2 separate regions of the Mus musculus genome follow, and region 1 is linked to region 2. A link is a contact called in public HiChIP or PLAC-seq data. All regions are on one chromosome and are shown on one strand. Each heading gives the region's core, a stretch centred on a gene start, on an enhancer-like site or on the middle of the called end of the contact. The rest is flanking DNA. Distances are from core to core; before and after follow the strand shown. Region 1 holds the start of Glo1 (glyoxalase 1). Region 2 holds the start of BC004004 (cDNA sequence BC004004).

The links. HiChIP or PLAC-seq counts read pairs in DNA pulled down with a chosen protein or histone mark.
Region 1: an H3K4me3 HiChIP or PLAC-seq map of embryonic stem cells shows a contact between it and region 2, with 5 read pairs. The contact joins the promoter of Glo1 here to the promoter of BC004004 in region 2. A contact is called at or near these places in 1 of 39 promoter capture datasets (liver) and 1 of 115 datasets of contacts at active chromatin or transcription factors (embryonic stem cells).

What each region holds. Positions count from the first base shown.
Region 1 is chr17:30,610,715-30,615,875 of GRCm38.p6, forward strand. It overlaps Glo1 (glyoxalase 1), which reads right to left and starts at 1,945. Exons shown (of 6, transcript NM_025374.3): 1 at 1,754-1,945. The coding sequence starts at 1,837.
Region 2 is chr17:29,267,377-29,272,573 of GRCm38.p6, forward strand. BC004004 (cDNA sequence BC004004) reads left to right here and starts at 1,412. Exons shown (of 9, transcript NM_030561.3): 1 at 1,412-1,626.

The DNA of each region.
Region 1 (5,161 bases), core at 695-3,194, 1.3 Mb after region 2:
TTGTTTGTTTGTTTGTTTGTTTGTTTTATTGGGTTTGTTGGTTGTTGTTGCTGCTGCTAAGCACTGAATTCAAAGTCAAGCATGCTCCCTACCACACCACATTCCCAGGCCCTAGAGTCTTACAGTTTGAACAGCCTGCTACCTAAAATCCCCAGTTACCTAGGGAGTCAACTGACACAGAACAATACCCAGAATCCGGGTGTGCTTTGTAGAAAATAGCACATAGCCCAGCAAGAGTTTTAATCTTTTAATCTCAGCACTTGGGAAACAGGCAGATGGATCTCTGTAAGTTTGAGGCCAGCCTGGTCTATACAGCAAGTTCCAGTACAGGCAAAGCTACATAGTGAGACCCTGTCTAAACAAGAAAATGTGTGTGTGTGTGTGTGTGTGTGTGTGTGTGTGTGTGTGAGAGAGAGAGAGAGAGAGAGAGAGAGAGAGAGTGGGGGGGAGGGAAGGATGGATGAACAAATTTTCAGTAATGTAGGAAACCAATTCACATGGAATGAACCAATTTATAGTGTATAAAATATCTAGGAGATCAACGATATGGTTCAGCTGCCAAGGCAAAGACCTGAATTTCCCAATACCCACAAATATGGAGAGAAAGTTGTTCACTGACGTACACACGCATGCACACACACACACACAATGTTAAAAAATTAAATGCATACTAAGGTTATGTATGGGTAAATAGAAGGAATGGGGAGAAGTGTGTGTGAGTGTGCCTGTATTCGGCCTTTCCTTCCTGCCTTAATTTTGTAGTGACTAAGAGTGTCCCTAAGTACACACCTGGTGCTAGTCAAAAGCTTTGGCAATTACAGTATGTCTGACTCTTGTTTGCCCTTAAGGCAAAGAACAAGCAGGGACCAAAGTCTTCACCATCTATCTGCCCCTCCTAGAGGTCTGCATAAAGCCCACATTCAATCCAGGAATTCACAATGATGCAGCACCTAATTGAATATAGGTGTTTACTGGCACGGATGACTATACAGGAATAAATTCCTCCGTCAGCCACCACGTCTAACTTTTGGCCATGCAGAGGCAGGGACCACACCTGAATGAGTCTTGCCTACTTTACTGTAAGTACAGCCGTGTTTAAGGGAAAGTTTTTCAATGCCATCGGTTAAGCTCCTTACTGGTTGTAACTACAAAACGAAAGGGTCCGAAGAAAAGTGTCTAAGATTCCCTCCAAGTCGAGGTCCTATTTATTATCTGTAATCTCTCCAGAGACTCTTGGTGGACAGAAGTGTGGACTTGAGCAATGGCAAAGCCAAGCAAGCAAAGGCAGTTAAATTCGAGCAACCGCAGTAGTTTGGAGGAGTGAACCCTGGCGGCAAGGCGACTACGAAAAAGAGTACGGCTGAGAGGGACCAGTTACAGAGGGGCCCCTTGAGCTATACAAGTTCTGAAAGTGCCTGCCCGTCTAAAGGGACATGGCGCCTAAGCCAGGATAACTGCACCCACAGACACGGAATCTGACCCTGAATCGCCCTGGCTTCAAGACACCGTGCCCAAAATAAACAAGTTAACGCACTCTGGGGGGCGTTTACAAGTTTTGAAATAACTTTCTGAAGATGGGGATCCCTCTGCACTGTCCCCCCGCCCCTGCCCCCATCGCCCTCTTTCCAGCTCACTCCACTGCGCCGTCAGCCGGCCGACATGCAAGCAGCGGCCAGACCGGGTTAGGATTCCGTCAGGCAGGGCCAGAGCCCCAGGTCGCTCCAGCCGCCGAAAAGGAGGCCCTGTCACCCACCTTGGTGCTAGGGTCTGGATCGGAGCAGCAGCTGAAAGCGGTCTCATCAGTGAGGCCACTGGACGCCGGCTGTGGCTCTGCCATGGCTGCCCTGGAGAATCACCAACCTGCCCTAGTAGCAAACAGGCCAGCGGACCACACGCTCCACAAGGCCCGGGGGACGCCTTTGCAGTCGGCTGAGTGACAGGCCAAGGGGCGGGCGGACGCGGCTCCCAGCCAACCACGGTGCACATGGCTGTTGGCTGTCTGCTGATTGGATTCCAGTGAGTCTGGTTCAGCATGGCGAGACTACATTTTCCAGAATGCCATTGTGCACAATAGTGGCAACTCTTAAAAAAAAAAAAAAAAAAAAGTGTTAGGAACCTGATTTTGCTTATAATTACAAAACTTGAAAACTACCCATTCCTCGGGGCGGCAACCTCATAGAAAATTTCAGCCTGGTGGAAATTACGCTTTTTAGAATAATGAGAGCTTGAACTGGGTGTTAATCTTTTTAAAAATTGTATAAGAACCTGAAGCCAGGATAATTGAAAACCATTCGAATTTAGGATTTTGTTTTTGTTTTCAAGCAGCTAAGTTTAAGTATTTCTTCCACTATATTTTTGCCCGGGGAGCATGGGGTACTTACTGGTCTTCCCAGAGCCTCCTTGGAGAATGTGTGTAGAGAATGTATGTAGAAAATGTGTGTAGAACCGAATAACTGTGGTTTGACTATGCAGTATACACAAACCACCTGAGTTTGAATGGGATTCTAATGACTCACTTCTACACACAGAGTATGTGTGTAGACAAAACTGATGGGATGTCTTATCTAAAATTAGCTTTTAAAATGTGGTGAATGGTACAGGTATGGTGGCTCACATCTGTAATCCCAGTCATTGGGAGGTAGAAGTAGGAAATTTAAAGCCAGTGTGGGCTACATAGTGAGTTCAAGGCCAACAATGGGCTTCATGTGACTCAGTCTTAAAAATAATTAAAGAAGCTTTGGTTCTTGGTGAATCTTTCCTTAATCTCTCCCTCTCTCATCCCCTCCCCTCCTTCTTGTTTATCTATGACCACATGATTAACACTAGGGAGAGAAATGTGACAGGAACTGATAACTCTAATGTAACAGAACATAAAGAAGACAAACCTGGTCTTAGGAGAAAGAGGTATAGGTCATATACATGTAAGGCCAATATAATAGGTTCTGTGTGCAGAATATGTAAAAAAAAATTACAGATCAATGAAAAATACAAACCAATAAAAAGTGGCAAAGAGGAGAACAGGCAGATTGCAAAACAGAGAACACCGTGTGTGAAAATTGACTTCAGTTTTCTAGTACATAGGGAAGTCCCTTCCGAGGCCTTCAGGTTAAGTTTTTAAAGTAAAAACCATCATGGTTAGTGTGGAAGGCAGAACACTGGAATCAACAGGCACAGCTGGCAGAAATCTAAATTACTAGAAACCTGTGGGGAACCTATTTGACAGCAGTTGGTGGAGCTGAGGGGAGCCCATCCTAGGACTCACTGCTAAGTATTTACGCTAGACAAAGATTATTATACTTATAGTCCACGTGACAAACAAAAGAAACAGCTGAATAGGGGGGGTGGAGGGGACAGGGCAGAGAGTGGCAAAAGGTACTTGTTAAACAGTAGGAAACTAGGTAGGTGATTATTTTCATAGACTGGATTATGAGACATAAATGAAAAAAATCTGCCAGAAATTCATATTCTAAAGTGGATAGATTCCACAAATAGAAATAAAATGAGTTAGCTGAGGCTCTGGCTCCATTAATAAAGGGCCTGCTGAACAGACATAAAGTCCTGAGTTCAAATCCCCAGAATCTATAGAAAAAACTCGGTGGTGCATGCCTGTAGTCCCAGAGAGATAGGCAGAAGCCTGGAGCTTGGTTAAGCAGCCTAGCCACACCTATGAAATAACATGAAATAACAGGATAATGATGAGAGATTCCTCCCAAAACAACAAAAGGTGGAGTACTGAGGAGAGACACCAGACATCCACCTCTATGCTTTCTTTTTCTTTTTTTCTTTTTCTTTTTTTTTTTTTTTTTTTTTTTTTTGGTTTTTCGAGACAGAGTTTCTCTGTATAGCCCTGGCTGTCCTGGAACTCACTCTGTAGACCAGGCTGGCCTCGAACTCAGAAATCCACCTGCCTCTGCCTCCCGAGTGCTGGGATTAAAGGCATGTGCCACCATGCCTGGCACCTCTGTGCTTTCTATCTGCAGGCAAATGTTCAGATACCCACACTAACAAGTATCACACACACAACACATCGTATACATATAGAAGAAGCAATATTAGTTTAATTGGTAGAACAAGCACACACAGCACACCTTTTTTCCCAGAAGACTTAAAATATGCAAAACAATATAGGGTGTTGATTATATCTAGCCAAACGCAATCTAGTTGTGGAGTCTGGAAGCTCCTGGAAATAAACAAGTTCTTCAAGGACAGGATTTCCTCTAAGGAGCAGCATCGAAGAAAAAGGTAGCTGGGAGATCTGCAGGAAATTTAAGAGTCCACCATGCTTCAATTTAAGGCTCACATTAGGCAAACACATGGTCACTGTATTATTCTTTATTTCTTCATATATAGCACAAATATTTTATACTATTTTTTTTTTTTGGTTTTTTTTGGTTTTTTTGTTTTTTGTTTTTTGTTTTTCAAGACAGGGTTTCTCTGTGTAGTCCTGGCTGCACTCTACAGAGTGGCCTAGAACTCAGAAATCCACCTGCCTCTGCATCCCAAGTGCTGAGATTAAAGGTGTGCACCAGCACTGCCCGGCTTATTACCTTTTTTTAAAACTGAAAATGTTAATCTATATATACAAGCAGAAGAATATATAGGGATTGTGGGGGAAGAGCAATTTAGAATTGGTTTCCATTTAAGAAACTATGAATTCCAGTAAGTTCTACAGAATTCCCCAGCCCACTTCTTTTTGAGAGAAGGTGCTGTGTATACTGATCTGGAACTTGTTATGGGTAAGGAGGACCTTAGACATCTGATCCTCCTGCCTCCACCTCCCAAATGCTGGGATTTGTGCAAGCTCTCTACCAGCTGAGCCACATCCCAGCCCTACAGTTCTCATGTGGGGCATAAGGGGTGTACCACTTTCCTTAGGGTGACGTAATAAATCGTCACAAACCCGAAGATTAGGCCATGGAGTTAGAGATGCCTCTGTGGTTAAAAAGCACTTGCTACTCTTGCAGAAGGACTGGCTTCAGTTCTGTGGTGGGTTTGAACATGCTTGGCCCAGGGGGTGGCACTGTGAGGAGGTGTGTGTCACTGTGGGCATGGGCTTTAAGACCCTCATCCTAGCTGCCTGGAAGTCAGTCTTCTCCTGGTTGCCTCTGGAACAAGATGTAGAACTCTCAGCTCCATCAGAGCATGCCTGCCTCAATTCTGC
Region 2 (5,197 bases), core at 162-2,661:
GTAGACCAGGCTGGCCTTGAACTCAGAAATCTGCCTGCCTCTGCCTCCCGAGTGCTGGGATAAAAGGCTTGCGCTACCACTGCAAGGCTAGCCCTAAATTCTTAAAGACATTCTCTGTTCTCTTCCAGCCTGTCATCTAAGGAGGCTGCCACTCTGATCGTCACTGTTCTCTGTAAAGCTGGTGTCCTTAGGGAAACAGAACTGTACCTCTTCAGTGCAGTCTCACCTGTCTCTCTTTGCCTTGCAGCTTCAAGTGATGGGAACTCTGCTAACCCCAGTTCTCTCACTCGGTGAGGTTCTGAAAAGGGGACTTTGAGAATTTCCAAGGCCACCATAGATGAATTTAGGCTCCATATATTCTCCTTTTTAGTTTTTTTGTTTTTTTGTTTATTTGGTTTTTCGAGACAGGGTTTCTCTGTATAGCCCTGCCTGTCCTGGAACTCACTCTGCCCGGCAGCTACAGACAGTTCTAAGCCATTGTGTGGGTGCTGGAAAGTGAACTCTGGTCTTTTTCTGGAGCAGCAGGTGCTTGTAACTCCGGAGCCCTTTCTCTAGCCTGTGTAACTGTCATTTTAAGGGGTTAAAAACAAAGTCAGTTCTGGCAGGCTTAGTATGTCAGCTGAGGGTACAGGTAGTAGTGGGTGTCAGGAAAGGAGACTTATTTGTGCCTGTATGGGGAGAGCGTAGAGTGGCCTGGTGGCCTGGAGTCTTTGCTCTGGTTCATCTGACCCCATCTCACAGTCACCATGGCTTTTGAGTTATAGCATCAGGGCTGAGCCCAGCATTTTGTTTCAGGTCCCCGGGTAGAAATCAGTTAAAGGTTCTGATATAGAGGCTTGAGAGATGGCTTGGCTGTTCAGAAAGCTGTTTTCCCAAAGAATTTGAGTTCAGTTCCCAGAATCTATATCATTCTGCTCACAGTTGTCTGTAAGTCCAGTTCCATGGGATCCGGTGCCTCTGAAGACACTTATGTGCATGGAGAAGCGTACACATACTACACACACACACACACACACACACACACACACATATACAAACAGTTGCTGACTGCCACTCCCTATTTGTGAGAGAAACCTGCAGTCAGTTAACCAGCTCCATAAACCTGTTTGGCTGGTTCATGGTCAGGTGTTGTGAGAATGTTCATGTTACAATATATAATTCTTGAAGCAGTTTCCTAAGAGTACAGTGCTTAGTGATGCTTACCACAGAACCAGCAGTCAATAGATACAAACGAGTGAGCCAAGTGTAAATGGGAATGAATTGAGTCAATGAGTCCGGACCCCTAAAAAAATTTTTTTATTATTATTATTATTGTTGTTATTAATATTTTGAGACTTCTACGACTGAGAAGGCGCAGTAGTGCCATCTGGACGTCAGGGGGAGCAAGAGCACAAGCTTTTCAGATACCGCGAGATTTGCCCCGCGCCCCGCGCCCCGCGACCTCGCCAGATCTGTTTCGGAACCTGGGGCGCAAGGAGCTTTTCCTTTGTGTTCCAGCCCTGGCCGGCGGCGCGAGAACCACTTCCGGGTCGCGCTGCCGGAAGCAGGAAGTTGTTGGCCCACCCTCCTCGCCCGGCGGCTGCTGTCCCCGAGGCGGGAGGAGCCCGAGAGGGCGCGGGCCCGCATGTGAGTGACTGGGGCCCGAGGCCGGGAGGGGGGAGGCCGGCCGCCCTCCGCGGCCGCCGCTGCCTCGCGCCGCCCTCCTCGCCGCTCCCGTCCGCGTTCTGCTGACTGACAGCACCCCCGACCGCTCCCCGGGGCAGATCCCCTCTGACATCTTTCCCGAGGCTCCGCGGGGAGGGTGACGGGGTCCGACACTGCTCGAACTTGGTTCGCAGACGTGGCGGCCGTGTCCGAAAGCCCTGACCCCGCTTGCCAACCTGTCACAGATGCCTTAGCGTCACCCCTGAATGGCCCCTTCTTAGACATCTTAGCCCAAATGTTAAGGAGGAAGTACTTAATTTAATTTTATTTATTTTAATGTGGACTTAATGTGATAAACTTGGCGTCTCAGAACGTGGCATGGCACACTGACCCGTTTGCAGTCAATCGCCTGCCAGTACGAGAAAAATAAGCTGCCTAGTGTTTCCTTGCATTTTAAGACTTAAACCTTGCAAGCCATGTGTCGTGAGTATGCTATGTCAGAAACATAAAGGGACACGTTTGTCTTTTCACAGTGCCAGGCACAATGTCTTTCACAATGGAAGTACAGATTCACAAACTGGGTTTCGTTGGCTGCAATTTTGCCAAGATTTCGAGATTTCCCTTGACAGCTGGCCATCACCGAAAATAGAATATATCATTCCAGTCTTCACTGGTGATATTAACTCTCACCGGAGACTACACATCCCACAGTAATTATATGTCTATGTAGGCTATTGAATAGCTGTGTAAGGGGTAAAGAGGCCACAGGAGTTCTAAGAGGCCTTACATGAAGCAGAAGACAGATGTAAAGAGAAAGACAAGTATTCATGATAAGGTATGAAGGCTTTGGAGCTGAGGGAGGCCCGGAGCTAGACTTCACCATTGAGGTGAGCTTGGGAATGAACTGGAAGATGGTCCAGAAGGACACACAGGTGGCCACATCAACAGTGGCAGGAAGGGGAGGATCTTGAGCTCCAGAGATTGGTAGGAGTTCTCTGCTGTCAGCCTTTAATGAACACACTCGTGGTTACACGGGCAATGGGGGCTCTTGTCATTATAGCTTTAGAAGTGTTCATGGGGCTCAAGTGAAGGTGATCGATTTTTGCCACTTTCTAGGGCATATGATAAGTTGGTTTTATTTAGTGTATTTGATAATGGATCTCCTGGTGTGAATTCAGTACCCTTATGTGTTCATAGAGTTCTAATTTATTTTGATAAGTTATGGTTGGTTGGTTGGTTGGTTTGGTTTGGTTTTCCTCCCTGGCTAGCCTGGAACTCACTCTGTAAACCAGGCTGGTCTCCAGCCCTCCTCTGCCTCCCAAGTGTTGGGATTAAAGGCGTGTGTCACCTCATCTGGCAGCCTCGATAGGCCTATAGGTGGAAAACTCTGTTTATTAACTTTTAGAAGTAAGTGGTTGTCAGTCCGTTCTGCGTGAGAGACGCTAACAGGTGGTGGAACCCTATGCACAGTGAGGCGTGGTGTGGTCTTCCTGCTTCTGCATTCCCACTTAAAATAGAGCCAAACGCTGCTTTTATAGAATGGAGTCACCTCGGGCAAGGTACAACCTGAAAACTGCTGTTTCACACAGTATGAAGTAACACATAACAAGGCACACACAGCTTACAACCCCACACATTTTATGATCTGAAAGCCTGTATCACTTTGGTATCGAATGTTCTGTAGTCATCGCACTCTTGGTAGTAGAGATTACGCCTACATCTTCAGAGTCAAAGTCTTTCCCTTGTTCACTGGGTAGTTCCCAGTGTGGAACTTTTTATGGACCTCTCTCCCATTTGGTTAACTCAAAGTTGACTTGTTTCAGTTTCTCTCTTAAGAACACACGGGGAATGGGGGTTGGCTCAGTGGCAGAGCGCTGGACTGGTATGCGCCAGGCACTGCTCAGGTCCCCCTACTGAAGGGAAGCAATGCAGATTACAACTTAAGTCAGGCATGCTGACGACTGCCTTTAATCCCAGCACTTGGGAAATAGACTACATGGAATAGTTTCTTAAAACCAAACCATCCCGAGACCCCAGCTATACATGTACATGTATAGTATATGTATACACAGGTGGGCATGTTTGTGTGGAAAGTTCACCTTTGCTGCCTTGCAGTTTGGGCTGAGTGTTCACACATCCCAACTTTTATACCAGAAAGAGCCAAACTCAGGTCCTGAAATAGCAGTAACCGCCCGTGGTCAGGGAGCCCTCCTGCAGCCTGCATTTTCTCCATTCTCCAGTTCTCTGCCTTGGATCATTTTTCTGTGACCCAGTTTAAATGTCTGTCCTCCCTGCCTATTCTCTGACATTCAGAAAAGGTGAAGGTGCTTGCTTCCAGGCCTGCTGCTCACTAAAGCGACACCAGGCTGATGTGTATCAGGAGGAAGGGCACTCGGGGAACCACGAGACATGGTTTGGAGACAGTGTTCAGCGGGTCCTTTCTTTGGATTTGTTCCTTCATTGGGTTCTTTGATTTTTTTTTTTGTGTGCTCTCATTTTCTCTATTTTTAAAAAAACTTTTTAAAAGTTAATATGTGCATTGGCGCTGGAGTTACAGACAGTTTTGAGTTACTGGGAACTGTAGTTACTGGGAATTGAACCAGGATCCTCTGGAAAAATAGGCAATGCTTTTAACTACTGAACTATCTCTCTAGCCCCAAGTTGTTGTTGTTGTTAATATTAATATTCTGAGTGAGTGTATGCACCACATATATAATAAGAGGCCAGAAGAGGGTTCAGGTCTCCTGAAACGTAGGGGTAGGACTTACACAGTTGTGAGTTGTGGTGTGGGCACTGAGAACCGAACCCAGGGCCTCTGAAGTATTAGTAAGTGCTCTTAATCTCTGAGGCGTCTCTGCAGTCTATTTTCTCCATTAGTCTGCTTTGAAGAACTCACAGTGTAGATTGGGAGGAGATGGAAGACAGGCTTTTTAGGAAGATGCCTGTGAACTAGCATGGTAATAGAGACGGTGAGGACGGCTTAGTGGAAAAACAGGACAGACCAAAGAGGTGGCAACTAGGCCAAGTAGGCTGTGGTATGGGTTAGACTTCATCTTATAGCAGTTATCAGTAAGTGTTTCATTTACTTGGATATTAGAACAAATTTTGCATGTGCCATTGTGTAATCCTCAATTGCAGTAGCTATAATTATTCACCACTATCACCTCTCTTTTTTTGGATACAGGGTCTCATGTTTGAGGCTCCAGGCTAACCTCACACTTGCTATGTAGCTGAACTCCTAATCCTCCTGACTCTAATTCTGACTCTAGTTGAGTGCTGAAATTACAGATGTGTTCCCCACATCTGGTTTATTATCCCCCCCTTTTTTTTAAAGATTTATTTATTTATTTATTTATTTTATGTAAGTACACTGTAGCTGTCTTCAGACACTCCAGAAGAGGGCATCAGATTTCGTTAGGGATGGTTGTGAGCCACCATGTGGTTGCTTGGATTTGAACTCTGCACCTTCAGAAGAGCAGTCGGCGCTCTTAACTACTGAGCCATCTCACCAGCCCCTTATCCCTTTTTCATAAGTGAAAAAATTCTAAGATTT